Regions from separate parts of the Mus musculus genome. Here regions 2, 3 and 4 are each linked to region 1. The links are chromatin contacts, called in public HiChIP or PLAC-seq maps. All regions are on one chromosome and are shown on one strand. Each heading gives the region's core, a stretch centred on a gene start, on an enhancer-like site or on the middle of the called end of the contact. The rest is flanking DNA. Distances are from core to core; before and after follow the strand shown. Region 1 holds the start of Gid8 (GID complex subunit 8). Region 2 has its middle 3.2 kb from the start of Mir124a-3. Region 3 holds the start of Ntsr1 (neurotensin receptor 1). Region 4 overlaps Gm30144 (a long non-coding RNA gene).

Region 1 (4,587 bases), core at 1,320-3,819:
GTCAGGCATGGTGGCACACACCTTTAATCCAGGCAGAGGCAGAAGGATCTCTGTGACTTAAAGGCTAGCCTGGTCTACATAGCAAGTTCCAGGACAGCCAGAGCTACATAGTGAGACCCTGTCACAAAACAAAACAACAACAAAAAAACCCCAAAGATTTATTTTTATTCATGTGTACATAAGTGCCCAAAGGCCAGAGATATCAGATCTCCAGAAACTGGAGTTACAGGTGGCTGTGAGCTGCCTGACTTCAGTGCTGGAAACTTAAAGCTCTGAGCCATCTTTTCTCCAGCCCCAAGGCTAACACTTAATGTAATGTAAAAATAAGCAAGCATATGCATCCTATTAGAATGAAAATTTGCTTTTGTCCTTAAAGGTAAAATTGTATTTATAGGAGAAGGCTGTTATGAAATTATCAGTTAATATTTGATTTGTATTTTATACATCCATATAACCAGAATAGCACGAAAAAAATCCTTATGCTGGGGCTGGAGAGATGGCTCAGGGGTTAAGAGCACTGACTGCTCTTCCAGAGGTCCCAAGTTCAATTCCCAGCAACCACATGGTGGCTCACAACCATCTGTAATGAGATCTGATGTCCTCTTCTGGTGTGTCTAAAGACAGCTACAGTGTACTCACAAACATAAAATAAAACTTAAAAAAAAAATCCTTATGCATAAAGTGGTTGTAGGTGGAAAGTTTAAGAATCCCTAGTTTACAAGATCACTTGAACTGGGCATGGTAGGGCACACAGCCCTGTCTGACCTGGAACGCACAGAGATCCACTTGCCTCTAGGTATGCCACCATGAGCAGCCTATGAGGCACACTACTAACATCCAAGCTACCTACACAGAGAAACATTATCTGGAAAATTCAAAAAATAAAAATTATCACCTGAGCAAAAGGAAAAGACAAAACTTGCTGGTATTTAGTGGAACTTCCCAGGGAAGCCCAAGCAGTGGAGGGGAGCATTTCACAGCCCAAAGAGAACAACAGGAGTCCGGGTGCAATCAACTGGCAAAAAAATGCCTTACATGAAATGAAGGTCAGGGTGTAGGAGAAATAGTACTGGGAGGACATATGTGACAATGTCATGCAAGCAGCAAAGATGAGCTCAAAGTCAAGCAGCTGAAGAACCCTCAACAGGAGCTAGTTTGTAGAAAAGACTAGGGGACTAGCAGATTGCTCATCCACCATCCACAGAGGCATTAACATTCTGAGTTAACCCTCTTCTCTCCTCATGATACCAGCCTCTTCCCTTGCACAAGTTTGAGTTGATAATCCAACTTTACCCAGAGTTAAAGTAAGTGCTACAAAGTTTGTCGATACCAACCTGGATAGCTTCGGGTAGAGCTATGGAGTTAAGAGACTGCCACTGTGGTCATTGTGTCTGACAGATCTGCTAAACTGGTCTTATTTTCAGTGACTCAATGAGAAGTTGCTTTCCCTGGACAGTTCATCTTTAAACAAGCACACCCAAACATCTCAGGGCGGACGGACCAACATTCCTTCCAGAAGCATTCCAGAATTTCTTTACATTACAATGACTGAATTTGCATTCACCTCCGGTAGACAATGGACACATAAATATGCAAATACCCATTTAACCGTTCCTATCCGGCAGTGTTAAAGAGCCTCCAACTTCCCCCATCCCTTACCGGAATATCTAACCCATAACAAGGCATTGGGTAAACAGGATTCGGGGTTGGGAGGAATAGGGGTCCCTTCTCCGGCGGCAGAAATCCCCTCCGCCGAAGTTCAGAGCTGGGTCCACACCATACGCCGCTAAGAAAAAAGACACTCACTGTGAGCGCCCAGAAGTAGGGAGTACCCTCGGCGGAGGGGTCCCCACTGTGAGCACTTCTGAAGCATGGATCCGCTCTGCTTCGATGATTGCCTTAGAAGTAGGGATTAACTTCGTGCATGTCCCTGAGAACCCCAGCACTAGGGAGTCACCTTTATTAGTGCCCAGAAACGAGGGAACAACAGTCTCCGCAGTCCGCTCTCCAGCGTGGCCACAAAGATCGCTCTAGGCAGGGCCGTTCTGACGCTGATCAGGCCTCGATTACAACGTTCCCGGAATAAATCCTAGGAGCTCGCTCACATCCGGAGGCCTTGTCTTTGGGACTAGAGCCTGGCGGACTACAAGCCGGGGAATGCCCTCCTCATCTCGCGCACTCCGGTGTTCACACACACCTATTACTCGCCCCACCCCCACTTCACACACACAAAAACAAGAAAAGAGCTGGGACCTTCGTTTCGAACTCAGTCTACACGTCTCCATCCCCGCGCTAGCACTCAGTACGCGAATGCCCCCGCAGCAGCCATCTTGCGCAAAAGCGATGCGAGCCTTTTGACTCTCGCGCCAACCCGTAGAGCCAGAGCCCTGCCGAAGAGTTCTGCGCAAAAACGGAAGTTGAGACCCTGGTTTCCGGCGACCGCCCGGGCGGTCGATTCGCGAGAGGATTCCATTGGTTGCCAGTTCGCATCTCGAAATCTTACGATCTCGCGAGAGGTGTCTGAGGGGCCGACGCCGGTGTAGCTACCTCCGCTCCGCGCCCCGCCCCCGCCCCCGCCGCCGCCGCCGCCTCCGCCTCCTCTATCTCCGCAGTCTCTGCCGCCCCTCCCCGGCCCCGGGAGCGGCCGCGGAGCCGCCACCCAGACACTGTCGCACGGGAGGCGGGATCCGCACGGTAAGATGGCCGCAGCGGGCCCTGACGGCCGTGCCGAGCGTCTCCGCGGGGCTCCGGGGTGGACCGAGGCGCGGAGGTCAGAGGTCGGGGGTCTGTGCCCGACAGGCTGCCCTGCCCAGGGTATCCGAAGCCCAAGGCAAGAGCGGGGATCGGGGCGGTCAGTTCTGCCCTCCACGGCCGGGCCCCGGAGCGGGAGGACTGGAGGCCGCGCTGTTAGTCCGGGTGCTGCCGGGACCCGAATAGTTACTGCAAATGTTCGCACGTCTCTGCCATTAAAGGCGCGGTGAAGGGGACAGCGGAAAGGTGAAGACGCAGCTACTGCGCTAAAAGTCATCCTCGGGGCTTAGGCTGCATCCCCGGCGACTGTGTAACCGCTGAATTTTGGGACCTCTGAGTCCTACAGAAACACTGCCCCCGTCTCTGTCCTTAGCCTTGCTTGATAACCTTTCCCGGCGCCGAGTGGAAATCGAGAGGCAAGGACCTTCTTGGGGAACATTTTTCCAACACTGATCTTTACCTTACTTCTGAATAAAAGTCGAATCGGTGAATTCTGCTGTCATCCTGTGGCATGGAGCGGCATCAACCCGGTTTAGTTTCACTTCCCGCCTCCTCCATACTACTACTACCTTTTGGGCTGCTGGGATCTTCAAGTCCGCCAGAACTAGAAATCCTGGCATGCCCCAAATTCGAAGTCTCTATAGCATTCACTGCGCAAACTCTCCACAAATGGGCTTTGGAATCGTAATGTTTTTTTAAACTTAATATCTTTTTAAAAGACTCTTGTTTAAATATCTTTCCCACAGTATGTGTATATGCGTGTTTCCCAAATTACTGTTTTTAGCGTGGGTCCCCATGACCTGTAATCCAGAGGCCTACCACACCTAACTGCCAGAGTCCTCTGCACCAGACTTGCCCTGCTCCTCCAACCTGTTTTACTTGCATCTCTCCCACGTTGCCATGCTCTCATTTCTAAGGCCTGACACTTGACATGGCAGTCTGTCCGTGCTTCTTTCTTTTCTCTTGTCCCTTCATATTCAGTCCAGCAACAGCTGCCATTAGTTAATTTGGAGGTCAAAGCTTGATCTTGGCTTCTCTTCTGATGTCCACTATACCAGCAGTAGGATATCTCTTTGTTGGACTGCTAAGCTCTTTCCATCCAGTATGCATTCCATTGTCAAACCAGAAACCAGAGCCACCTTTCAATTTTATGACATAGTAAAACAAATTAGCTGGTCCTTTGCAGTGCACAAACTAATATCTGTGAAGTGTATGTTACTGACCGAGTGAAAATGATCCAGCCCATGCTCCTAGAGCTACCCTAATTGCCCCCCACCCCCACCCCTGCTGACACGCCCTGTGGACCACCTAGGGTCCTGCCTTACTCCCTCATAAAAGAATCCCTGTGTGAAGGTCGGGTGTGGTGGCACAAGGCTTTAATCCCAGCACTTGGGAGGCAGAGGCAGGTGAATTTCTGAGTTCGAGGCCAGCCTGCTCTACAGAGTGAGTTCAAGTCTACACAGAGAAACCCTGTCACAGGAAAAAAAAAAGAGTCTCTGTATGAATCCTTGTCTTTGCTTAAGATCACAATATTTTGTGCTAAAAACATGCCATGTAGTTGTTTCATATCTGATTTTACAAAACTCATGTCACTTGTACTTCTCTTTTAATTTGTACTATTTTTCCCATCCAGTGTTGTTTTATTAAAGTGATGTGCAGCCATATTCCCTTCTAAAGCGTAGATACTTTGAATGTAAAACGTTCTTTATTTTTATTTATTTCTGAGGTAGAGTCTCACCATATCACTCTGACTGGGCCAGAGTTCTGTCTGTGGATCAACTTGCTTCTGCCTCACAAGTGCTGGGATTAAAGTCATGGCCAACACATCCAGCCAGA
Region 2 (4,324 bases), core at 725-3,224, 180 kb after region 1:
GATGATCAGTCAGATGAAGGTTGGGTCCCAGAGAAGGAGACACTCAGGCTCCCAGGAATCCTTGCCTCTGCTCTTCAGGGGCCTCTTCTGGCTTCCCTGAGGCCTAAGTTCTAAAAGAAGGAGCCTCTGAGGGGTAACCCTGCCAAAAGGTCTCTGTGCCTGGACTGAGTCTATGAAGCCCTTCAGAATTCCAAGGAGACCAGAAAGCATCCTCCCCAAGAGCCTGTTGTGATGCTTGACCCATTTTTCTGGTTTGTATAGGAGCAGTATTGGCTCCTGGCTCCCAGATGGTTTTATTGACATCAAGGTTCCTAGGTGGAAGTAAGATGGCTCACCAGGTGAGGACACTAGCTGCCAAGCCTGAATTTGATTCTGCATAATGGAAGAAGAAAATGGACTCCCACGAGTGACCTACTCCACGTGCACACTGTGGCACATTCCCTCAATACATGTATGCAACAAACAAAGAATAAATACATAAATGTAAATTTTATTAAACAATTTTTTAAAATACCCCTGGAGTATAGCCATCCTCCCACAGCACTCCGCCTGGGGTCTCAGGCTTGGCCTAGACGGAAAGAGAAGTTTTCTACATAAAAGCCAAGGCCCACTCTGAAAGGTAGAGAGTTGAAGGGAACAGTGTGTGCCATCTCTGCTACGGTGGGTGGCCAGTGAGTCACCTGAAAACACAGGACTCACGGGAGCATCAGAGCCTAGCCAAGGATAGCCAAAAGGTTGGACCCCAAGAACAAAAGGCCTGTTCCCGCCGCCGCGGCCGCTGCCGCCCGCCACAGGCCAGCAGCTCAGCCTGGATCCCTCAGTCTTTGTCCTGCCCTGGTTAGCCCTTGCGGATACACACTGCCTCCTGTTTGTATTCCTCCTTCGCTCCCCACCCCCACCCCAGCCTGCCGTTACCTGGCTCTCCAAGTCTATGCAGTGTTGAAGGCCCAGGTGGAGTTTCTGAGGGACCCCGGGGGGCCACGATGAGTTTCACTCCCTGGGTTTTCATCTGAGCTCTGTCCACGGTGCTCACTCTACTCAGGGAGGAGGAGGGAAAGGAGAGAGAAAAAGGGGGGTTGGCCTCATTTCCATGTGGAGGGCCCAGGGCCCTGTTCGTGCCCCCCCCCCGCACCCCCTTCTCCATTGTCCACAAGAACCTCACTCACAATTGCAGTCTTTGTAGTGGCTAGCTCCGCCCTCAGCACTCAGTCATGGTGGGGGTCCCGCCCCCCCCCACCTCTACAAAGGACTAGGAGGAGCAAGGCCAGATCTTTCCTTCCCCGTTGGCCCCACCCAGACCATAGCTTAGGGCAGCCAGAGTTAGCTGCATCTCCAGGTGGAAAGCACACCCTCGGAATGTTGGGTGGGAGTCACTCATCCTTAAACTCTCCTTAAAGCGGGCAGTGAAGTGTCACCAGGTACCTTGGGGTGGGGGTCGCTCTCAGAAGCCTCTCCCCTTGGGCATCAAGTACATGCCCTGTCTTGAGAGCTTCAGTCTCAACTCCAGCTGCATCAGGAGACAAGCTGCCCTCAGGAGAGAGGTTTAAGGCCACCTGTACTGGGTATGAAGAGGCTGAGGCCTGTGACATTCCTGTGTGAAGGCTTTCAAGCCTTGACCACCCATGTTAGATCTGAGAGGCTATGTACCATTTAAATCCTGCAGAGGGATGTGGGGCTGCAGCTGGGCCTAGAGTCCTTGCACCCAGCCCAGCAAAGCTGATCCCTTGTTCCCTCTGCTGGCCACATCTGTGTTATGGGCCCTGCATCTGTCCTACCACTCCATCCCCAGGCCACGCATGTAGAGGGGGACTGTGGGCCCTGTGGCAGCCTGAAGGCCTTCTCCTCCAACTCTTCCTTTCCTCACAGCCAGGGTGGGATCAAGGGTCAAGAGACTGTGGGCCAGCTGTTCCCAGATGTGGATCAAGGCCCCTCCCCTTTCTGGAGGAATGACAAGCCTCCTGCAGAGGAGGGGGCGGTGGTGTGACGAAGAAGAAAGGGCGGAAAGGGAGGGAGTTCTCCACGGGTTTCTGTTGATCTGTTTAATCCCACGCTATCGCAAGCTTTCGCGGATGGAGGGCAAGAGGGGAAAGGAGGGGGTCTAGTCCGCATCCTTCCCTTCCTCCTCCCACCCCCACCCCGCCTGAGCCACCTGACCCGTCTCAAAGTTGCCGGGCTGCGGCGCGCATGGCCTTTGTGCGCGCGGAGCAGCGGCCTGGAACCTGGAGCCTGAGCCAACTGGACTGTGTCGCCCCACCTTCGTGCCCCTTCCTCTCCCTCACGTACCCAGGAGCTAACAAATAAATAAATCCACAAATACAAATTCGCAGTGTGCTGGGGAGAGGCGGCTGCGCCGGGAAGAAGGAGCGTGGAGAGGTGAGGCTGGGCCGTGGGGAGTCCAGGGAAGAACAAACCTGAGCCAAGGCCCAGCATCAGTAAGTTGACTCTGAAGGTTTCGCGGTCATCAAAAAGATCCCTACCGGGCAGACTCAAAGGAACAGGCAGAGGAATGCTTGGGGTGGGCTCCCCTTCTCTTAGCGCACAGGCAGCTCCACCCCCACACCCAGGACAACCCTTCCCCCAGCCCTTCAGGGCCGGGCGGCAGGACGCAGGGAATTGGAAATAGAGAAACCGGGTGCTCCGGACTGAGTGCATAGGAGTACCAGGAGGAAACGCGCAGGCACGTTTCGGCGGAGATGCAAAAAATTAAACTTGGTTTGACCCATGGAAGGGGTGCTCTCCCAGACTCCCTATGTACCATGCTCTGGCTTGCTGTAAATATCTCTCACGAATAGTAAGGGGAGGCCGAAGGGAGGTCCTTGGCCTGGGAAGGGAACTGGTCTTTGAGGAGTCGCTGTACGGAGCCGGCCCCGTAGCAAGCGCGCTCCTAAATCCGAGGCTCTTTGGGAGTGCCTCCTCCACCCCCGCGCACCCTCCGAATAGAAACGAGATCTGGGCAGGCTAGAAGCGGAGATGTGTTAGACCACTGCAAAAGCCGAGGGTGGGGCTGAGGGATGGTAAAGGGTCTGCTGTCCTGGGAGCGCCTTTTCTGGGCGAGGATCCAGGCTCCGCGGATGGGAAGCGATTCGGGCAGGCTTTGCTGTCTACACCATGGACAGCAGACCGTGAAGGTTTGGTGTCATGGACGGTGCTGGGGACCTGACCCAGTACCCTCTAGGGAGAGGGACCACTGGCCAGGCAAAGAGGAGCTGGTTCCAACAGGGAGTAGCCTCTGCTCGGAGTCTAGATCCTCCACTCTTGAGCCACCAGCCAGTGTCCCTCGGGCTGCAGGTGCTGGCAGGCCGTGGGTGGTTTCCTTGACTTTGGGTTGGGCATAAGCAAAGGTGGGCTTAGCTGTCTGTGTAAGAGGGGATTCTCTAGCGTCGGTTGAGACTGGCACCTGCAAAGGGAAGGATTTGGGGTTGGGAGAGAAGTATCCTGACCCTCTGAGGACCTTCGGGCAGTGGGATGAGATCTCCGGAGATTACCTCCTTCCCAGCTGAGTGTCTTCGGGGGTTCCCACGGGGCTGGAGAAGGTTGGAAAGGGAGGGGGAAGAATTTATGCCTGGGTCATTTAGCTTCTGTTAGAGGGCAGGTGGTCAAGGGCTGGGTTGGCCCAGGGAGAAAGGATAGGACAGAGGCCTGCCTACTTCTGTGTGGTTCTTCCAGTCTGCAGGAACAAAGGCCCGCTGGGAAGGCCTAGAGTGGCGTGGGTTTTTTTTTTTTTTTTTTTTTGTTTTTTATTTTTGGAAAGCCGCTGATCTCTAGCCCTAAAGACCCAGATCAAGGTAGTCACCCTTCAATAGACTGCAAAGAGTAGATTCAATTGCAGTCAACTGTGAAGTATGGACTGTGTTTCTCCCATCCTCGTAAGCAAGGACTCGCTACCCAGCTAGAAAAAGGGTGAAAAAGGGGAGCAGTCTCTGATGGGGGTTGGGGGAGATGTCTAACTCCCTTCTCCACATAGGGCCGCCAGCAGGAGGCTAGGACCCCTTTCTTTCCCCCCCCCAGGAGAGAGAGGCTCAGAAGCCACTGTGTAGAGTGGTTATTCCGGAAGGACCAGCCGCTTGTGTGAGGCAAGCACAGTGTGTTCGCTGCACAGCGGGGTGTGGCTGGTGGTGGGTGTAGAGGAGCTGCGGTCGGTGGGCTGCGGGAGAAGCTTTTGCGTGGGTCGTGCAGTAGGACAGAATGAGCGGTTCGAGAGTGTCCAAGAGGCAGTTTCTCTGCATACGTGTGACCCCGGGGCGCCGGGCACAATCGAAGGCGTTCGAGGGCTGCATCCGTGTGAGTCGAGGAGCGCGCGGAGCGGGACGCCGAGCGTGTGCGC
Region 3 (4,555 bases), core at 1,171-3,670, 210 kb before region 1:
CATAATGATGGGACTCAGCCTTATCCATATCACACCAGGGACCTAGGAGGCTGAAATCATCCTGTATTCTAGCTACGTCTGGAATCAGTGGACTTGGGCCTTGCAGCAGAGGAGATGGGTCAGCTCTGGCCCTGGAAGTGGGTCCAGACCAGAGCAGCTGGGACTCCCTACAGCCCACCCAGGTTTCCTGATCCCCACACAGTGGTGACTCGTGCGTCTAGAGCTTTGCTTGCCCATAGCTATGAGGTGCTTCGATCTGTCCGTGTGCAGCTGGAGCGATTGGTGTTATAGCCGGGTCACCTATGGACACATCTGGATCCAGGCTTGACTCCGGTGCAAGGTGCTCAATGACATGTTACTCAGAGAGGGAACCTGTTGGGAAGCATGGATTGGAAATGAAAATGTGCAATTAAAGGTTCTGCGTGAGCCTTCCTGGCTCAGAGCACAAAGAACAATCTAGAAGTATCCGGAGTCGTGGCCACTGGGGAGCCCCTGTGAGGGCCTGCACCATCTCTATGCACATCCAGGGCTTCTGGATGGTATTTTCCTAGCTGGTTTTAAGCAAATACCTTGTCATAATATGTGTGCTAAGTTGCCATTTATGATTTTTTTTAAAAAGCTTTGACGCTATCGGAAAAGAAAGCTTTGGAGACACAAGGCTGGCTTAGCCAAAAGGTCAGGACTAGAAAACTAAACATGAACTCATGCTGCCTTTGAGATGGCCTCTCCCACGTGGCTGCAGCTCCTGTTGCCAAACGGATATACTGCTGTGGTCACCGTCTAGGACCCTCCTCTGGGGAATCCCCTGATGGAGGAGGCCAGACGGCACTGTTGGTGGTTGAGTTTGGGTGAGACCAAGGACACCACAGGGGAGTGAGACATGGGATCATATATAGCCTAGTGCTACTACTTCCTAATCATGCAGGCCCTCCCCAGCCCTCCCCATGCTCATTAAGTTGGTGCACAGAATCTGTCGGAGAACAAATCTAGTCTCAAGCCCACCTTACCCGCAGTCAATGGGCAAGCAGCCACAACCCATCAGGGCAGGTTTCAAGTTCCCTTCCACAATGGAAGAAGCTGAGGCTTGCCCAAATATTAGAAGCCTGGTCAACCCCTACACCCTCAGCCTGCTGTACTGGCTTCTCTTAAGGGGACACAGTAGTTTCCTTTGGAAACCAAGTGTTTAAGCACTGCTTTTCATGTGTTAACATTCTGTGGAGGGCACCAGCTTTTGTGTGAGTAGGCACTGAAGCCTGAGGGTCGCTGGCTGCGCAGGGATCCCTGGTCTGGGTCAAAGCCTCACCCACTTCTCTCATTACCCTTTCTCTCCCCCACTCAGGACCCCTAGTTCCAGCGCAGCAGGTACAGCCAGCCAGGTCCATGCAGGGACGGCAATCCCTGAGCCTTCCTTCCCTCCTGCCCTGGGACTCTCCAGGATCCAGGGAGGAGTTTTCTGGAGGAAGAGGGCAGGAGAAAGGCTGAGAGAGCCAAGTGGGGAAATAGAGGCAAGGGCCCTGGGGCAAGCAAGATGGCAGCAAGCCTGGAAGCTCTGGCCAGGGCCCCTGCCAAAGAGGACAAGATGAAAAGACCTTTGTTCCCCGGGTCCCTGACTGGGGCAGGGTCCCCTGAGAAAAGCTGTGCTGGGCTGAGTGCACAGGCTTCAGGGTTTCCTGCAAGGACAGACGCAGCTCTGTGTCGCCCACAAACCTGCCCTTCCCCTCTGAAACGACAGGGCACCAGCTCTGAGAGTCACTGCTAGTGACCAAATCCAGGTGGCTACAGGAGGGCAGAAGGTCCCATCATACCCAAAGGCAGCTAAGACCGTGAGACTGCGTGGAGAGATGGGCTGCTCTAACTTCCTGCTCTATGCTTTCCTTCACCAGACCCTTCACAGGCTAGAGGGCCCCCCTGGGTGCTTCTGGCACCCCACAGGCACCCAGAAGGGAGGAGGTCGAGGCAGTTGTACAAAGGCCCTGACTTATCAGCAGGGTGCCGCCTCCTTCTCCGCCTTCCCCTCGAGTACACCCTCGTGTCACTAAGGGAGCTGAAGACGGCTACGGGGAGCTTTCTTTTTGGGGTGGGAGAAGTTGGGACCAACGATCGTGAAAGAAAGATCGTGCTGCCCAGGAGAGGTTGAAAGGAAAGATCCAATATCCCCTCATTCTCCCTCGCCTGGTAGGGAATTCTGCTTCCTGGGGTACTCATCCTAGCCCAGGTGGTCCCCGGGAGCGTGCAGGAGCAACCGTCAGCCAGTATCCGGGTGGGGAGGGGACAGTGGCTGTGGCGTCTCTGACTCTCCAACACCCACCCTCCTCCACTGCTGGGCGCGCCGCGCAGCCGCCAGCTCAGTGGAAGCGCGAGGAGCCCGGCAGGCTCCGGCGCAGCAGGAGGTGTGCGAAGTCGGGTGCGGGAAGAGCTCCAAGCAGAAGAGGGAGAACGAGGGTGAGCACGCTGGGCAGCCGTGCGTGCGCTCCTCTCTGCGCCACAGGCTCGCCCAACGAAGCACAAGCCAGCAGGGTCGCGGTCCTGAGGACATCGCTGCCACCCAGGAGTGCAGAGAACCAACCACAGAATCTGGAGGTCGGTAGCAGCCCCGATCTAGGCAGGCTCGGAGCCAGGGGGGGTGCCGAGGAAGAACCGGAAAGCAGATCCCAGACTCTGAAGGAGAAAGAAGAGTGGATCCCTGAGCCGGCACGTCTCGAGCCCCAGAGCTCCCAGGATCTCCTGGATAGCTGGCTTCGCCGCCGGACGGCACGCCCCCCTTAGCTTCCACACCCTCTCCTCTGAGCGCCTCCTCATCTGCCCCTGGAGGGACTTTCACCTTCAAAGGTGCAGGACAAAGCCGCATATCTGGCGCCCACCATGCACCTCAACAGCTCCGTGCAGCAGGGAGCCCCAAGTGAACCCGGTGCCCAGCCCTTCCCACATCCACAGTTCGGACTGGAGACGATGCTCCTGGCGCTCAGCTTGAGCAATGGTTCTGGCAATTCCTCAGAATCCATCCTGGAGCCCAACAGCAACCTGGACGTGAACACTGACATTTATTCCAAGGTGCTGGTGACCGCTGTATACCTGGCACTTTTTGTGGTGGGCACTGTGGGCAACTCGGTGACAGCCTTCACTCTAGCGCGGAAGAAGTCGCTGCAGAGCCTGCAGAGCACTGTGCATTACCACCTGGGTAGCCTGGCACTGTCTGACCTGCTCATCCTGCTGCTGGCCATGCCCGTGGAGCTGTACAACTTCATCTGGGTGCACCATCCCTGGGCCTTTGGGGATGCTGGCTGCCGTGGCTACTATTTCCTGCGAGATGCCTGCACCTATGCCACAGCCCTCAATGTAGCCAGCCTGAGTGTGGAGCGCTACTTGGCCATCTGCCATCCCTTCAAGGCCAAGACCCTCATGTCCCGCAGCCGCACCAAGAAATTCATCAGTGCCATATGGCTAGCCTCGGCGCTGCTGGCTGTACCCATGCTTTTCACCATGGGCCTGCAGAACCGCAGTGCCGATGGCCAGCACCCTGGTGGCCTGGTGTGCACACCCACGGTGGACACAGCCACCGTCAAGGTCGTCATCCAGGTAAGAACATCTAAAAGGGGACTCTCTGAGCTGTGGCACATTAGAGGGCACACCAGGGCAGCTGGTTTCCCGTCTGGCTGTTTCTTTCTATTGGAGCCACACAGAGACTTTTAGCAGTGTCACCTCAGAAGTCCCGGTGATTCAAGGCACCACCTGGGGAGAGACACAGCCGTGTTGCCTTGTGGAAAGAACTGTGCCTCAGAAGCACTTTATTCTTCTCCCTTGTCCCAAAGTAGGCCCCAGTGACATCATACTGAGCAACATATGGAGAGCGCTCAGCAAGGCTCCTCTTAGGAGGTTGGGAAGGGGCGGGGCATAGCCATCAACTCCTCCTCAACTTTTCACTCCCAGTTGCATGCCCCTCCCTGCTTCCTCCCCTCCTGTTGAAGGGGGCTTGAGCCCCAATCAGTGACTTCTGTTTACTGTAAGCCCGAGGATACTCTCAGGGAAGAAGGTTGCCATCAGCCATCAGGAATCCCTGACTTCCCAGGCTGAGTCCCCAAGGCCTTCTGGCTGCCTCTCCTGGACCCAAATCCAAGAGCTGGAGCTTTAATCTTGGAATTGTTCCCAGTTGAGTTACACTTTCCCTGTCTGTGAAGGGAGGTGATCAAAACATGGTCAGGAGGGCTCAGAGAGGGGTTTGCAGGCCCCCAGTCTGAAGCACTCCAGGCCCTTGCTGCTGTTAGTGCTGTTTCTGCAGAGCAATCTGAAGTGTCTTTGGTATGACGAGGTAAAGAAAAAAAGATTGGGATGATAGACTACAGTCCTCTGCGGTCTGAGCGTAGCACCAGGGGACCAGATGGGAGCCCTCCTCGGAAGTTACCAGCAGAGTAACTCAACATGGCAGAAAGCTCATCAGGAGCAGACCTTGAGGTGGGAAGGGGGCATCCACAGGGGCAGCCAGAGCAGAAGTGACATTTTAAGCCAGGCATGGTTGATTGTGCCAATACTCCAGAGGCTGAGGCAGGAGGATTACAAG
Region 4 (4,498 bases), core at 1,596-4,095, 140 kb before region 1:
GTTTGCCCCAGCAAAACACCATCCAACCAACTTTTCAAAGAACCCTTAAGTTTCCACTTCACCGGCCCTTGAAAAAGCAAGCTTGGTCTCCTCCTGCCGTTCTTTCAGATATCAGAGACTGTTCTACCAGGAGACTGGAGATTTTATTCATAACGTGTCTGGGGGGATCCAGAATCGGAAGAAACATCTTCAAAGTTAAACATCAACTCAGGCGTTGCCAGAGTTGCTGATGTTTGTAGCCATACAGCCAGATTATAAGGACAGAAAGGCTTCTGGATGCAACACCAGGGGGCGCTCTTCTATCACTTTGCCCAGGACTTACAGCCGTTGTCCTTGGGATCAGCAAAGACCTGACCATCACTCTCAGTTTGTTGATGATGAGTGCCATAATGCTGTCTTCAGCTGCGACTTCCTTCTCTTAGATGTTGGAGATCGGAGTTTGAGATTTTGGACTCTGAATCCCAGTAGTTACTGATGAGCTGCCACTGATCTCTGGGGGGAGGGGGTGGGGAGGAAGGGGGCGGGGTTGGGGGAGGGGTGCTGTGGAAATGGTTGAAGTCAATATTGGCCCCAGAAGTGCTATATTCAAAATAGGTGATGTCAAAACTGCCTGCACCGTGGAGATTTTCCTATAGGAATGGCTACAGTAGCCCAGGAAGACACAGTGCTGCTGGATTCCCTGCCAAGTGTGCGCTCTCTTCCATATCTTTTAGGAATGACCAATGCTGAGAAAGAGAGGCTGATTCTCACACTCTTGTAGATAGTTTTGTTTTCTTCCAGGATGGTTGATAAGGCAAGTAGTTATCTTCTCAGGACTCTGTCTGTCTCTGCCAAGTCAAAGGATCTGAGAGAGAGTCAGATTAGCACATCCCACCTTCCCAACCTCCCGAGCAATCTGGGAAAGAGGCCTGAATCTCTATTGAGCAACTTTATTGGTCACTCAGTCAAACAATCAAACAGATATACAGGTCGCTTCTCAGTGGCTGGGAATGTGACTCTCACTGTATACAGCTCTTCACAGATGTGTGCATCAAAATACATGCAGCACACATACACACCTGTCCACAGTCCTCACACAAAGGAACACATCCTTACTCTCTTTTGTTCCACTCTTCAAGTAATCTGAGCAGTCACAGGTTTTGAGAGCTCAATTGGCTTGCCAGTCTATCCACAGAGGCAAGCTTCCAATGCAATGAGAGGGCCTGTCGCAAGCCAACAGAATATAAAATGGCAGATGAAGAAACCGAAGTCCATCTATGACCCCTGTGTCTACACACAGGGTCTCTTTTATCCAGACTCTCTCATGAATCGCGCGCGCGCACGCGCGCGCGCGCGCACACACACACACACACACACACACACAAATAAAGCAACCAAAACATTTAAATTCATTTAAACATTTAAAATTCACATTTATATTCTCAGCTGTTCAAAATGCTTGGCGTGGAGCTCACATTAGCAGACGTGTCCATTTGTCTGTCTTTATAGGGATATTCAAATTTCAAACCCACGTTTATAACATATATGGAATCACATATCGCATACCTCTTGGGATCAAAGTCGATGTCCGAAATTCAGACCAAGGTGAAATGGATCTTTTTGGAAGACCTTATGGTGTCTCCAGAATCTTGACCAGACTAACACAGAACACAACGTCAACTTAAATTCACAATCAGTACCCCAGTGGGAAAAAAGACAGATTTCCTGTTTGGTAATCTTCTTGGATCAAATATACAAATGAAAGATATTTGGTCCTTTCTTGGATTAAATGAAAAAAGAATGGATCTGAGGAGATGGCTCAGTGATTAAGAGGACTTGTTCTGCTTGTAGAGAGAGGACCTGAGTTCAGTTCCCAACACCTACATCAGAAGGCTCACAACCACCTGTAATTATAACTCCCGAGGATCCTACATCGTCTTCTAGCCTCTACAGGGACCTACACATGTGCACACACATAAACTTCAGTTCTCCCCCTCCTACAAGCTTCCTACTTCTCTCCCCTGGAGAAGTGTGTTTGTCCTGAGAGGTCATTGTCCTGCCCTCCACCCTCTTCTCTGATTCCTGCCTGAGAATCAGAGAGCCTGGCTACAGGCTTGTGCTATAAACTCCCTCATCCTCAAAAGCATGTGACAAGAGACCTCCCTGCCATGAAAGCCTTGATCCCCTCTTTTCAGAACCCCTACTACACCATCTGTCTATGGGTGCCGAAGTCTTCTCAGAGCCTCTGCCATGCTGTTGTCTGTCAGTCTGTCCATATTGTTGATAACTCTTCTAATAAACTCCTTACCCCAACAATTCATCTCAGTGTCCTCTCAAACCCATGTTAAAGAACTCTAGTTAAGGCTAAGCCATGAATCCAAGCTGTCCCTGGGATAGAGCTTTATTCCTGACCCTCCAGACTAACAGAGGGCTAGAAATGGGAGGTGCTAGGGCCTGGAGGTGGTCTTCTGTTCCCAGAGAGCACAGGAACTCTGTCCAATGTAGTCACCCCACATGTGGTCTCCACAGGAAACATATGATTTCTCCTACCTAGAAAGCCACTGGCATCCAGGTGGGAACAGCTTTGATGGCCTGCAGGGTAAGAATTGGGCAGGAGTGGGCAGCAGCCTTTCTACCTACTACTAGCTAGAGTAAGGAGACAGGAGGCCAGGTAGTCTATTCTTCCTCCTGGGGTCCAGGTTTGCCCCATACTCACACTGGAGTTTCTGGTTCTGCTCTGAAAAAGCTCCCATAAGAAACAGTGAAGGAGACCCATGCTTGCCAGCCTTCCCCTACCCCCAGCCTGCTCAGTTTCAGGAAACTGGGATGTGTCAGCTGTCTGTTGAGATTTCATAAGCAATTGCAATGTGTCAAGCTTTGAAAGAAAACATCAAAAATACTTTTCATTTCCTCAGCCAAAGAGGAAAAGCACACACCCGAGGCAGAGAAGGAAGAGGCTCTATTCTCCACATCCACACTCCACAAGCTTGGGGATTTACAAAGTATGAGAGGGCCTCTTGCCCTGGACCTCGAAGCTGGCAAAAGTCCAAGCCGTAGGAAGGCAGCCAATTAGGTACAGCTAGCCAAGCAGGGAGACCTGGGACAGCCCAGCTCACTGCCAAGAACAAATGAAATCCCTGGGGTCTATCAATGACCCAGCTAGCCAGCCCATTTCTCCATCTCTACTGCAGCCCTGAGAGAACCTAGCCATACCAGCCTCAGTGACCAGAAACTTCAAGGAAAGAAAAGCCCCCTAAGGAGACTGGCCTTGAGTCCCTGGACAAGCCAGACCAAGACAGTGCCTTTCTTAAAGCTCACAGCGAGCGTTGCTCTCTAACAACCGTGTGACTGGAAGCTGTGAGAACTCTGTGGCTCTTGGAGGCAGCCCGACCACAGCAGGGACAGACGCAGTATCCAACAGGGATGTTTGGGCTCCATCAAACACATCTTTGCTCCAGTTACCAACACATAAATGAGCAGCCTGTGTCGCTGTGGACAAGTGAGAATGGCTCTCCTCTCTGAATCACCCAGGTCATTCAGGATTGTTCCTATATATACCCCATACCTCTGAGACCCAGATGATCTGTGGTTCTGAGAGCAGAGCTCTCAGCCCAGGAGGGAAGGAAGGGCTTATAAGGCTAGATGGAACTAGATGGATCAAGGACAAAAGGTCCCTCATTCTGAGATAGCACTAGCCTACACCCCTGGCCTAGAGCTTGTCTGTCTGTCCTCTCTCAGCCTGCTGTGCAGGGGTCACCACACAGACCTTAGGAAGATGAACTAATGAGGCACTTATCCCAGCGGGTGGCAGAGTATCTGCTCCAGGTCCACATAGGTCACCCCGATGAACCAAGAGAGTGTAAGAAGCTTGTGCACAGGGGCCGAACAGAACCGTGGCCTCTGCGCTGGGAGTCACAATCTCTGTACATAGTCGAGGGCAAAGGACTCTCAGGTAGGAACTACAGAGAGCTGAGCCAGGGATGTCTGCTCCCATGATCTGCGGTTATCAGAGCTCAGTTTGGAAGCTCCAACCACAGACAAGCCTACCACCAGCTCACAGCTCCTGGGCTCTCAGTATCTGCAATTCACATCCCATTTTTGCCGGACAGCATCTCTGTCCTATGAGCCAGTATGGAGCCGAGCAGGTAAGACTCAGGTCCATATCCTCCATAGGGTGTTTGGCACAGTGGTGACCCATAGCTCCCTTTTCTCCCCAGAAAGCCCTCAGTTTACTTGATAAATGATTCCTTTCTTCCTGAGAACCACTGGGCAAAGTGACAGTCTCCTTAGAGAGAGAATAGATTTACATCTGGGCCAACAGAACAGATTCCAAGACCTAGGGATGTGGTCCTCTCCAGCCCCATGGAGTCCCTGCCTTCAGCTTCAGTTCCGCACACTCCACAGCCCCAGAACCCTCCAGTTGCTCCCCATCCATCAAAAGAAGCTTGGTCTGCTTTACGCTTAACCCCCTCAGATGCCCTCTAACAAGAAACCAGAAGGAGGCAGGTACAGGGAGCCA

Evidence for each region. HiChIP or PLAC-seq counts read pairs in DNA pulled down with a chosen protein or histone mark.
Region 2: an H3K27ac HiChIP or PLAC-seq map of stem cell-derived anterior neural progenitor cells shows a contact between it and region 1, with 10 times the contacts expected there. The contact joins the enhancer-like site here to the promoter of Gid8 in region 1. A contact is called at or near these places in 1 of 484 Hi-C or Micro-C datasets (embryonic stem cells), 8 of 115 datasets of contacts at active chromatin or transcription factors (bone marrow-derived macrophages, embryonic brain, embryonic stem cells and 2 more) and 2 of 9 other capture datasets (adipose tissue and pancreatic islet).
Region 3: a contact with region 1 is called in an H3K4me3 HiChIP or PLAC-seq map of embryonic stem cells, with 5 times the contacts expected there. The contact joins the promoter of Ntsr1 here to the promoter of Gid8 in region 1. A contact is called at or near these places in 1 of 39 promoter capture datasets (the SN4741 cell line), 4 of 115 datasets of contacts at active chromatin or transcription factors (astrocytes and embryonic stem cells) and 2 of 9 other capture datasets (adipose tissue and liver).
Region 4: an H3K4me3 HiChIP or PLAC-seq map of bone marrow-derived macrophages shows a contact between it and region 1, with 2.1 times the contacts expected there. The contact joins the enhancer-like site here to the promoter of Gid8 in region 1. A contact is called at or near these places in 4 of 39 promoter capture datasets (the 3T3-L1 cell line, hematopoietic stem and progenitor cells, macrophages and 1 more), 1 of 15 datasets of contacts at CTCF or cohesin (the NIH/3T3 cell line), 1 of 484 Hi-C or Micro-C datasets (nephron progenitors), 8 of 115 datasets of contacts at active chromatin or transcription factors (the SCID.adh cell line, acute myeloid leukemia, bone marrow-derived macrophages and 3 more) and 3 of 9 other capture datasets (adipose tissue, liver and pancreatic islet).

What each region holds. Positions count from the first base shown.
Region 1 is chr2:180,707,657-180,712,243 of GRCm38.p6, forward strand. Gid8 (GID complex subunit 8) reads left to right here and starts at 2,570. Exons shown (of 5, transcript NM_001289652.1): 1 at 2,570-2,694. It also overlaps a transcript of Dido1 not described here.
Region 2 is chr2:180,888,652-180,892,975 of GRCm38.p6, forward strand. No RefSeq gene overlaps it. Among named protein-coding and RNA genes, the nearest start is that of Mir124a-3, 3.2 kb to the right of the region's middle. Within about 2 kb of position 1,975, at least 17 of the 459 cell types and tissues checked have an H3K27ac peak or open chromatin away from gene starts, as enhancers often do. A contact at or near this core is called in stem cell-derived anterior neural progenitor cells, where this site is marked.
Region 3 is chr2:180,497,556-180,502,110 of GRCm38.p6, forward strand. It overlaps Ntsr1 (neurotensin receptor 1), which reads left to right and starts at 2,421. Exons shown (of 4, transcript NM_018766.2): 1 at 2,421-3,576. The coding sequence starts at 2,863.
Region 4 is chr2:180,566,411-180,570,908 of GRCm38.p6, forward strand. The region is part of intron 3 of Gm30144 (a long non-coding RNA gene); the gene reads right to left. Among named protein-coding and RNA genes, the nearest start is that of Mrgbp, 13 kb to the right of the region's middle. Within about 2 kb of position 2,846, at least 21 of the 459 cell types and tissues checked have an H3K27ac peak or open chromatin away from gene starts, as enhancers often do. A contact at or near this core is called in bone marrow-derived macrophages, where this site is marked.